Linked DNA regions of Mus musculus: region 2 is linked to region 1. A link is a contact called in public Hi-C data. All regions are on one chromosome and are shown on one strand. The core of a region is the stretch at or near the end of the contact, and the rest is flanking DNA. Distances in the headings are between cores, read along the strand shown.

The links. A called contact is a pair of places that touch in the nucleus more often than the background predicts.
Region 2: a contact with region 1 is called in a Hi-C map of liver, with 17 times the contacts expected there. The contact joins the promoter of Hsd17b3 here to the enhancer-like site in region 1. A contact is called at or near these places in 11 of 39 promoter capture datasets (3T3-L1-derived adipocytes, the C10 cell line, the HPC-7 cell line and 5 more), 4 of 15 datasets of contacts at CTCF or cohesin (embryonic stem cells, liver, pro-B cells and 1 more), 96 of 484 Hi-C or Micro-C datasets (8-cell embryo, the AML12 cell line, the AtT-20 cell line and 41 more), 15 of 115 datasets of contacts at active chromatin or transcription factors (astrocytes, embryonic stem cells, hepatocytes and 3 more) and 3 of 9 other capture datasets (adipose tissue, liver and pancreatic islet).

The regions. Positions count from the first base shown.
Region 1 is chr13:64,050,795-64,056,513 of GRCm38.p6, reverse strand. It overlaps Gm30999 (a long non-coding RNA gene), which reads right to left and starts at 261. Exons shown (of 3, transcript XR_382568.2): 1 at 215-261. Within about 2 kb of position 4,058, at least 2 of the 459 cell types and tissues checked have an H3K27ac peak or open chromatin away from gene starts, as enhancers often do. A contact at or near this core is called in hepatocytes and liver, where this site is marked.
Region 2 is chr13:64,086,586-64,092,130 of GRCm38.p6, reverse strand. Hsd17b3 (hydroxysteroid (17-beta) dehydrogenase 3) reads left to right here and starts at 2,930. Exons shown (of 11, transcript NM_008291.3): 1 at 2,930-3,144; 2 at 4,914-4,960. The coding sequence starts at 3,003.

The DNA of each region.
Region 1 (5,719 bases), core at 2,809-5,308:
GTTGCCAGCTAGAGCCTCTATGTGGTCTCTGACAGATGCTTGTTCTTCCTCACACCACAGTGGCTGACCTCTAAGCATACCCATTCCAAAGAAGACCTCCAGGTTTACCGTCTCTCATAGGTTAGCCTTACAAGTCACAATACACCATGTTTAAACCCACCCACCCCCTATATGAGAGTCCTCAAAGCCTACTTCTCCAGCTGGGAGCACTTACCTGGCACAAATGGAATCAGAGCTTGCATCTCAGCACTGCAAGCAAGCACATACAATACCTCTCAATTTTGGGGAAGGGAGGGTATAAAAATGTAATAGGAGATATTATCTCGGACCTTCTTTGGAAGACACAATGTGTCACATTAATCTTAGATTCAAGTGTTTGTCTTAACATGCATCAATCTCCTTCATGAGCCAGTGAGGCTTTTTTACTTTTATTTTTTAAATTGAGATAGATATGGGCGGTGCCGTCTCTGGCATGTAGTCCTGGGTTGTATAAGAAAGCAGACTTATCAAACCATGGAATACAAACTTCCATGGTCTCTGCTTCAGTTCCTCCTCTGATTGCCCTCAGTGACGGGCTGTGGCCTGTGAGATGTAAGATGAAATAAACTCTTTCCTCCCCAAGTTAGTTGTAGCATGAAAATAGAAAAGCACACTGGGGCAGAACCAGGAACACAGGGTACTGCTGCAACAGACCTGGCCACGTCTTTTTTATAGAGATTGTGGAAGCATTTGGAACTTTGGGCCAGGGAAACCCTCGAGTGCCTGGGTCTTAACAGTTTTGTGGGAAGTTGGAAGATAATACTGAGAGAAATGCAAACAATGGGGGCCTGGCTCATGAAGTTTCGAGGGGAAGCAAAGATTCTATCGGGGCCATTTATGTGAAATATTTGAACTAAGAATCTGTGGCTTCTGGTCAGGTGAGGCTGAAGATTCAGCTATTATTAACAAGAGAAGTGTACCACTGAAGTGAAACCTTTGCTTTACTGGACAGTTGATGCTGATTGGCTGGAGCTGAACGACCAGCTGAGATTAATAAGAGATCAGCATAATTGAAGCACCTTCCAGAAGTGTTTCCTCAGGGTCAGCACAAAATAAACTCTGGTCCAGGGGACCCAAGGCTACATTCCAAATTGACAGCTGAATCTGGATTGTGTAAGAGTTTCCCTACAGGGTATTACTGGTTTTGACATCATGGAAGCTACAAGCTTGAAGGATGTCATGGAGAGAAGCTAAGGGTTGGTATAAGCGTAAAATTTTCTCAAACTACTTTAAAAAGACTTCAAACTCTCCTCTAGCCTACCACTCAACAGAGGTAGTTGAAGAGAAAAGTTATTAGGACATGAGGGAAGACCTGTTTAGAAATAGTTCTTTGAGGGAGAGTTCAGTCTTTGTTGTCAAGATATCAGCAGTTCAGACCAGTAGCAACACCAAATATGAACCAGCAGCTGCAGTCCAGTCCAGTTGACAATCGCCACACATGAACCAGCAAGGGCAGTTCAATCCAGAAGAAACCACAAGGCTCACCAACTGGTCTAAGGCTGTGGAAGCAGCAAGAAGCCACAGGAACCTCACCAGAAGTTCTTTGGCAAGTTTCTCTCAATGGAGTTTTCATAAGCGGAGCTCAGCGACACAATGTAAGAACCAATACTTGTGTGTTGTTAGTGAAGAATATTGAGACAGAGCAAAGCAAACAAGTGCTCAAACTCCCACTGTCTGTGGGGTCATATTTATATTCCTTCATCACATGTCTGCTATAGCAAAACACTCTTTCACATGTCTGCTTCGGCAAAACATCCTTTTACTTGTGTGCCCCAGCAAAACATCATTTGACATAACTGACTTTCCAAAGAAACAAGAAATTCCCACGCTAGGCAGGCACCATGTAGTAGGGTCAGGGTTCCTGAGGAGAGGCAAGGTGGACATTGGTGAAGGTACAGCCTCAGTTGTGGTGGAGACCCCAGCGTATTAGAGATGACCACCGAGAAGAGAGTGAGCAAGCAGTGTATATTCTGGATGCCACAGCCAGAGATGTGGAACCACCCGAGCCATTTGAAATCAGATTGTGTGTGAGTCCCAGATGCAGGACACTGAGCTTTTTTATACTGTTGAATCTTCCATTTGAATTGAGCTACTGTAACTGTGCCCTTGGTCTTCCTTGTTGATATAAGAAACTTTTTTTTTTTTTTAAGAGCCTCAAGTTCCAGCCTCAGCTTGAAAGGAGGTCCTGAGGTGAATGGAAGCAGCTGAAGAAGGACTTGGAGTCAGTGATGGATGCAAACTGACAGCTCTGTGATCTGCTGAGATAGCTCTCTTTTGCAGACCAAAGCACAGTCTTTTATTTGCATAAGCTACTTCCTTAGAGATTGCATATCAGTTTAATCATTTACCCAGGCTCCACTTTGATCACTCCACAAATCAGCATTTAATGACCTTAGCCCCTTGACTCTTAGAAATACAAAGCACATTCAAGGCAAATGAACCAGACAGCAAGCACTTAAAAAAAAAAAAAAGTAAGACCTATGCATTTCGATAGGCACAGCACTTGTGGTTGCCAAGGCTAGAGATAGAGTCTGGTTTTATGTGAGAAAGTTAGCTTTTAGTATAATGCTTTTTACAATTTTTTTTGCAAAAAAAAAAAAAAAAAGCCCTCTCTTGTTTTGTGCTGATGTAAGCAGCACTGAAGCTCATTTTTATAATTCTTAGCTACCTCAATATATTCTTTTAATCTTTGGATTTTTTTCATTTTTATCTCAGCAACTCCAAAGCTTATTATTGGAAAGTATTAAGCAATCCCAGAAAGGAATATTATTAAGCTATCATCTTTTTTCTTGATACCAGACCTTTTGTCTCTCCCCACCTCTATTTGGATTGCACATATAACTACCTCCTTCAGGGAGTAGAATATCTGGATCAAATTTAGTTGTTGATGGCTTCTGGGGAGGAGACCACCATTTACCACTAATATTGTATAACTGTCTATCTGAGCCTTGTTTTTTTTTTTAAACTATTCCTTTCTCTTTTGTGATCAAGGTTTTTTCCTCTATTGACCAAGTCATGTCTCCTTTAATATCTTTCTGACTAAGCTGACTCACTAGTGCAGCTGCCTCTGTTCTTTTGGGTCCATGAAGCCCCTCATACAATTCATATGGCATCCTTATATTGCCTAGTTGAGAAACCCTGTAAAGAACAGTTCTTTATACTGATTTGTGTATTCATGTTTTCGGAGTTCTTTCCCACAGCCTTCAGGGCTTTTCTGAAGATCTTGAGACACATTCTCACTTCCTGGAATCATGCCGCGGGGAGAGCGTTCTCTGAAGGAGGAACATGAGAAAAGCATGTACATTATTATGCACACAAGCTTTCTACTTAGAGCATCTGTCAGCTCTTGAGGAGATCCACATCTTTCTGGCTCTGCTCCAGAGGAGGTGGGTGGGGAACCTTGTCATATTGTCCCTTCGGAAGCCTTGCCAGACCCAGCAAAAGAGGCCACAGTTAAGTGAATTTTGGATATTTAAAGATAACTTGATATTTTTTGTTTGTTTGGCTTTTTTGTTTGTTTGATTTTTGTTTTTCAATACAGAGTTTTTCTGCAGCCCTGGCTGTCCTGGAACTTGCTTTGTGGACTGGGCTAGCCTTGAATTCAGAGATCTGCCTGCCTCTGCCTCCCTCTCCAGTGCTGGGATTAAAGATGTGCACCAGCACGCCTTGCTGATAACTTGAATGTTTTAATCACCAAAGTTTTTAAAGACTGGGGTTTTTTAAGTTATACTGTTTTTATGTTGTGATAGTAACACAATCCTGGGATAAACAAGGAAGGAAAGGTTATGACTTAATAGTGATACATTTGTGTATCAAATTGAAAAGGAATTAATTGTACTGTGTTTATTTATTTATTTATTTATTTATTTATTTATTTATTTATTGTCAGCTTGGCACAAGCTGAAGTCACTTGGGAACAAGGAACTTCAGTTGAGCAATTGCTTTAGTCACACTGACCTGTGTATATTTCTGTAAAGCATTTTCTCGATTAATCATTGATGTGAGAGAGACGAGTCTACTGTGGTTAATGTCACCCTTGACAAGTGGTCAAAAAACACACTGGGCATGTCAATCAGCTGCTTGCCTCTGAAAGATCCTGACAGAATGTAAAAGGTCACAGAAGCCCTGAAATTGGCAAGATAGATGTCACTGTTAGCAGAACTAGCTTCACTGATTTAGAAAAATAGAGGTGCACAATGCTCTGGCCACTCCTTGAACCTGTGTGTCTGCCAATGTTTTGACCGTTCCTTGACTCATGTGTGTGCCCACTGATGAAACCCATTGCCAGGTGTTTGTGATATTGGTTGCTGAGAAAGAGTCAGAAAATCTCCCCAGCAACCACAGCCTGGCCAATCCTGAGTTGATACACCTGCACCAGACTCTTTCCTTGTACCCCTCCCATACCCATTTCTTGAGAATAGACACTGTTTAGATCTGGAAATCCCCTACTCCCCGCTTCTCCTTTCTCCCCTGAGGGCCTATAAAAACTGGGACCTCTTTCCCCTCGAGGTCGACTCCTCTACCCCTGCGTGGGATATGAGTCATCCCCAGAGCTCTGGCTTTCCCTGAATAAACCTCATGTGGTTTGCATCAAGCTTGGTCTATCGTGAGTTCTTGGGTGTCTGCTATTGTTATGAGGCCTGAGCGAGGGGCTCCTCTCAGAGTCTTTCACCTCCATGGTCTCTGCTTCAGTTCCTGCCTCAAGGTTCCTGCCTTGTGGCCCTGTCTTGACTTCCTTCAGTGATTGAGTATGACCTGGGTTCTGAAAGGTGAAATAAACCCTTTGCTCCCCTAAGTTTTGGTCAATGTTTTATAACATTAGTAGAAAAGCATACTTACTATGGTTTGGGTAAATGTCCTCAAAGACACACATGTTAAGTTTGGTCCCCATCCTGTGGTGCTATTGGGAAGTAATAGGGCATTTAAGAGGTAGGACTAGTGAGACTAGTACCACTAGTCTCTTCACGCCTTTCTCTTTGCTTCCCACTGGCTGCGAAAGTATGTAGTTCCTTCTGAGGCCATGCACACACCATGGTTTTCTTCCTGGCCACAGGTCTGAAAACAATGAGGCCAATTGATCATGGAATACAATTATGTGCCCTTCTTAGTGGGTTATCTCAGGTGTTATGTTTTGTCACACTGAGAAAGAACTAATGACATTGTGGTCTACAGGATGTATTATTAGGGTTGCTGGAACACATGTTCTTGAGGCTGCAGGTTGGACCCACCTGCTCGGGAAGAAGAGGACTCCATTTCAAAGACAACTAGTTAGTTCTGGCCAGAGAAAGCTGACTGCCATCCTGGGGCCAGAAGGACTTACCAGGTTGTGCTTCCTCTGAGGCCAAAGGCAGGCTTCTCTGTAGTCGGCCAGTAGGCTTTGAGTTTTCTGAGTCCTGGCTCCACAATGCCCTCTAATGGTCTTGTAGAGAAACTGTGGTGTTGCTCCTACCTAGTCCTTTAGAAAATTCACTGTTGGGTCTGACTTAATGGAGAGGATGTTCTTCAATTTCTTTCTCAAGATTTTAAAGCAGGTGAGGGATGTGTGTGTGCGTGCGTGCATTCATTACAAGAAGGGACAGGAAAGGAGAACATGACAGGACCTGTTTAGGTGGCATAGATTCTAATAAGAAGCCTGACAGTGGTAAGAGTGGACAGTCTCTTCGTCTCTCTGGATTGAGCT
Region 2 (5,545 bases), core at 1,681-4,180, 37 kb before region 1:
CCCAGAGAGCTCTTCAAAGGAGCTGACACTGCTCGAAACAATTTGGAAGAAACACTCAGGGACACTCTTGAAAGTTGTGCTTCTTTTTATTTAGAACAACAAGCCAAATCATAGGCCTTGAGCTTTGCAGGGGAAACCAGAGAAAATACAGCTAAGAAGAGGTTTCTTAATGTCTGAACAAATTGGTCTCAGTCAGAAATGAAATGATTCAAGCCAATAAGCATAGCACAATTATAAAGTACGGCAGTCACCTGGAAACTGGAGCTGGAGTGTGTGGGGGGGCATTTTATACCAAAAGACACAGAAAGTTTGTAGCAAAAAGCAGGAGCGATGTGTGGCGTGCACACCTCTAATCCCAGCTGTTCCAGAGGCTAAAAGAGTGATTCAGAGCACTAGTGAAACAGTTCTTTGAAAAGTTAAAATTGGCCAACCCTGAGACAAATTAAGCAAAAAGAGGGAAGACCTCACAATTTAAAATTAGACAAAAAGGGGATGTTAAGCAGATATCACTAAAACCCAGAGGATTATTGAGATTTTATATTCTGATGAATTATAAAACCTAGAAAAAAATGAAAAAAAAAAACTTTAGACACATGCTGTTTCACCTACAGAGTTGAACCAAGAGAATATAAGCAATCCAAAAAAATGCCAGTGAGCGATGAGACTGGAGGGGTAATCGTCTCCTGACAAAGAACATCAAAGTACTAGCTGGGTTTCGTGCTGAATTGTACCGTATCTCTAAATGCACACCATCCCACCAAATCGGGAGGGAAGGAATGCTTCTAAACTCATGGCAAGAAGCTAGCTCCACTCTGATGCCAAAACTGGGTGGTGATGTCACACAAACAAGCTATAGACAATTTCCCTGATGAACACATATTCAAAAATCCTCAGTAAACGACAGATTAAGATGGTAAAACCGCAGGAGCCAGAAGGTTTCACTCCAGGGGTGCTGAGATAATTCAGTGGGTTCAAATGAATTAATGTAATACAGCATGGTAGTGGAATGAAGACAAATTGCATAATCATTTCAACGGACATAGAAATGCTCTTGACATGGGCTGGAGAGATGGCTCAGCGGGTAAGAGCACTGACTGCTGAGTTCAAATCCTAGCAACCACATCGTGGCTCACAGCCATCCTTAATGAGATCTGATGCCCTCTTACGGTGTGTTTGAAGACAGCTACAGTGTACTTAGATATAATAATAAATTAATTAATTAAAAAAAAGAAATGTTTTTGACAAAATTCAACATCCTTCAGGGCTGAAAACCACAATTAGGAGCAGCAGGATCAGACCTCCCCACGCTGACACCTGTCTGTGAGAACCCAGCAGTGAATATTATACCAAATGGGGAAAAGCAGAAAAGATTTCTTCTAAACCAGAGATGAGAAAGAACGTCTACTTGGTCTACTAATTAGTGATCACAATAAGGTCCTGAGCTATGTTCTAGTATTTTCTTCCTTCTTTCCTTTTGTTTTCTTCCCCCAGATAGTCTCAAGTAGCCCAGGCTGTCCTTAAATCACAACATAGCCTAGGCTGTCCTTGAATTCACAACGTAGCCAGTAATAACCTTGAATTTCTGGTCTTCCTACTTCCACTTCTCGAATGCTGTGATTACAGCTGTGTGCCCCATGCCTGGTTTATGCAGTGCAAATGATCAAACATAGGTTTTTGTGTGTGCTAGGCAAACACTCCACCAACGGAGCTATGTATTTAACCCTGGAAAGTATGGTCTAAAAGTGAGTTTATCCTTTTTGCTTTACTTTTGGTGTTAATGAGTTATTGGGTCATCGTTTTGGCAACAGTAAATTCCTCGAAGGCCTAAGTGGCTTGGAAACTTTGAGTGTCTAGTAGAGCTTCCTGCATGAACATATATGTAAATCAGGAATAGTACCAGGAATAGCTGGTGTAGTTCAGGAGATAAATTTTTAAATTAAGTTATATTAAATTTAAATATAACCATATATAGTGTTGGTGGCTACTGTGTTGTTTCTCCAATGTCTTTTCTACTTCTTGTCCGGGAGTATCACACAAAGTTTAATATTTAACAGCTCATAATCAATTTACTAAAATGATTAGCTCAAGCTCAGGTGTTTGCAATGGTGACTTTAATATCTATCTATCTATCTATCTATCTATCTATCTATCTATCTATCTATATCTATCCATATACATACATATACATGTATATATATACATACATATACATGTATATATATATACATACATACATATACATGTGTGTGTGTGTATATATATATATATATATCTTAGTTTGTATAATTTTTTTTGTTTGTATGTTTTCAGGGCTGACCATTTGGTATTAGATAATCAATTGGTGTGCTCTTCCCTGGGGAAGAGTCCTTATTAGTTGCTTATAGTTCTTGTGTAGGGTTGAGGCCTAGTGGACTATCCCAGGCTTACTTTGGCAATGCCTACTGATGTTGTCCTTGTTTTGCCAGTCATGCTGGGTGAGACTTTATGGTGTAGCTTTTGACATTAGTAAGGAAAGACTCTTTCCAAGTGGCCAGTGTTTTCCTCTGAACACTGCCTTCCCATGGGACTGCAGGACTTCCCACAGGCTCCATCGCCTCCCACATCCCCACCACGCAGGGGATCAGGCTTTTAATGCAGAGACCTCCTTTGGAGATCAAGTCACAAGACCAAGTCTCTTTGGAGACTCCCAGAGTGCTCTGTTTCCTCTCTCTGGGTTTCACTTGTCTTCAAGTCTACTGTCTTCTTTACCCAGTACCTCCACAGCCACAGAAGCCCTAACCATGCTGTAAAGATATTATTAAGAATACTTGATTCAGATGCCTGCGAATCACAAGGTTACATAAAGAAGTTCCTCTAATCTAAATGCTCCCAGATACATGGAACACACCCAGAGCCTCCTCAGAGGAGATCTGGCGGGCACCCAGGCCACTTGCCCTGGGAATCACACGGGGATAAAGACCAGGTCCAGCAGCATCTCCAGCAAGACAGCTCCAGAGGAGGCCATGGAGAAGCTCTTCATTGCTGCAGGGCTCTTCGTGGGCCTGGTTTGCCTGGTGAAGTGCATGAGGTTCTCGCAGCACCTTTTTCTGAGGTTCTGCAAGGCTTTGCCAAGCTCTTTCCTGCGATCAATGGGACAATGGGCAGGTAAGAAGATTCTCCCAGTCTTATTCTCTTATTCTTACGTCTCAGAATGCCTCTGTGACTCCGCACAACATGTAATGGTGTGACTAGACAGCATGTGTGGAACTAGAACTGTCTGGAAAATCAAGGTATGGATCAGGAGATGGGGAAGGGGACTGCCCCCCAGGTTTCCCTCGTGTCTGTTGCTTTGCTAGATTTACTTCTTTTTGGAGTCTTTCTAATAATACCAATAATAAACCAGGCAGAGGTACCGAGTTCTCACCTATAGATTTCCAGATTTCTAAACTCTTGGCTGGTGTGCTTACATTTTATTAAAGGGAGTTTCAAAAAATTTTTTAATCCAAATGTTAATTTATTTTTTTAAAAATGCATTCTGTGCCTCTATTCACTAAACTTGGCAACTTTGTAAACTTTCTCATGGATTTTTTTTTTTTTAATGACCATATGAGAATTGTTTAGGATGGACCCATGGATTTCTAACGGATGCTTCTTACACTTCCACTGCGTATGCACACGTGTACATACGTGTGTATGAATATATGGTATGTACACACGTGTGTTTGCTGCTTTTATTACTTACTAAGCCACTGAGCTTGTGTATTCTGGATCTGAATACCCTACCAGGCACAGTCAAATGCCCGAGTATCTGTGCAGCTAGAACCCTGCACAGCTGCCGCCCATGAAATGCCCGAGTATCTGTGCAGCTAGAACTCTGCATAGCTGCTGCCCACGTAGCCCTTCTAAGAACACTCCCCAAAGAGCAGTTAAGATGCAGCCAGAAACTCTGTGGCTTCAAAGTGAGAGGTACAATGTTAGCTTGTTTGAGAGTTAGGAATGAATAAGATAACCATGAGGAAATATGCGATGTCGTCAGGAACAGACAAACCAGGGAGGGAACAGATTTCACATAGAGAACAGGAAACTCTGGGAACAAGGCTGGAAGATACCCAGAGAAAAAGTATACTGATATCTATGCTCAATAAACGTGAATCTTTTTGTTATTTTTAAATAAAAATAGTGGGTTTTAATGAACATTTTAAAAACTGTGTCTAAAAAAAAATGTGTGCCCTTTAATGCTTGGTGCCAAGGTCAGCTGCAGGTAGGTATATTTGTGGTGACTTGTGAAACTTGTAATTGTGGTCGTCTGTCTCCAATTTTGGAAACGAAGGGCTTGAAAGCCTATGAAATTGTTGGGTACTAGTAGATAGTGGTATTGGGGGCTAACTATCCAAGGTCCTCAGGTCCCTGCATCCCCCATACACATTCCTGTATCCTCTTTGCCAGGTTCCCTATCTTCCAAGGCATTGAGGGCCACGGACCTATGGGGTGAAGGAGGGGAGGGGCCAGATTGCACTTCTCAGAAGGAACCCTGAGGTGTTCTTAGGGTGAGCAATGGGCAGGAATGAAGCAATGACAGTGTACATGCTTGCCCTTGAGTTGCTAAGGTTGTACTGCCCCAAGCCTGGATAAAATACTTGTTGGCTTAGTGCTTGGCTACATTTCATAGTGTGTTTTCTAGACTCACAGATCCCTCCAAAAGCGCGCACACACACCCCCACCTACACACACACACACACCCCAAAGACAAAACAGAAAAGCCCTTCACCCTTCACTTGCAGTGTTCTAACCAGGTTACCAAAGGCTGGAAACCTTGGAGTGGAGCAACGTGGCTTTGTGGTATTGAGCATTCTAGACAGAGATATACAAGAGACTGCGAGAGAGAGGCTTGAAGATGTGTCCTCTTGTTTCAAGGCTGCCACTGTTTCTTTCAGTGATTACCGGAGCAGGCGATGGCATCGGGAAAGCCTATTCATTTGAGGTGAGGTGGCTCCTTTTTGTGGTATGGATTTTGGAGACCGGTTCTTGCCATGTCTCACAGGCTGACCTCAAATGGATCTAGGTAGCTTTCTAGGTAGCTGAGACTACAGGTGAGTTCCACCAGCCTAGCTTTGAAGCTACCCTCCAGGCAACGATCCCTCCCTTGTGATAAGCATCCACCCTACCCAACACTTTCCTGTGTACAAAGATTATAGACATTCATTTAAAAAGTAAAATACCGGGGCTGGAGAGGTGGCTCAGCGGGTAAGAGCACTGACTGCTCTTCCGAAGGTCCTGAGTTCAAATCCCAGCAACCACATGGTGGCTCACAACCACCTGTGATGAGGTCTGACGCCCTCTTCTGGTGCATCTGAAGACAGCTACGGTGTACTTACATATAATAATAAATAAATAAATCTTTAAAAAATAGATGAAAAAGTAAAATACCTTTAGTATGAGAGTAGACTGAAAAAGATCATAATCCCATCCCTTAGACACTTAAAAAAAGGTTTATTTTATAGGTGTTCATGTTTGTGTGTTTATATGTGTATGCCACTTACATACCCAGAAGAGGGCATCAGATCCC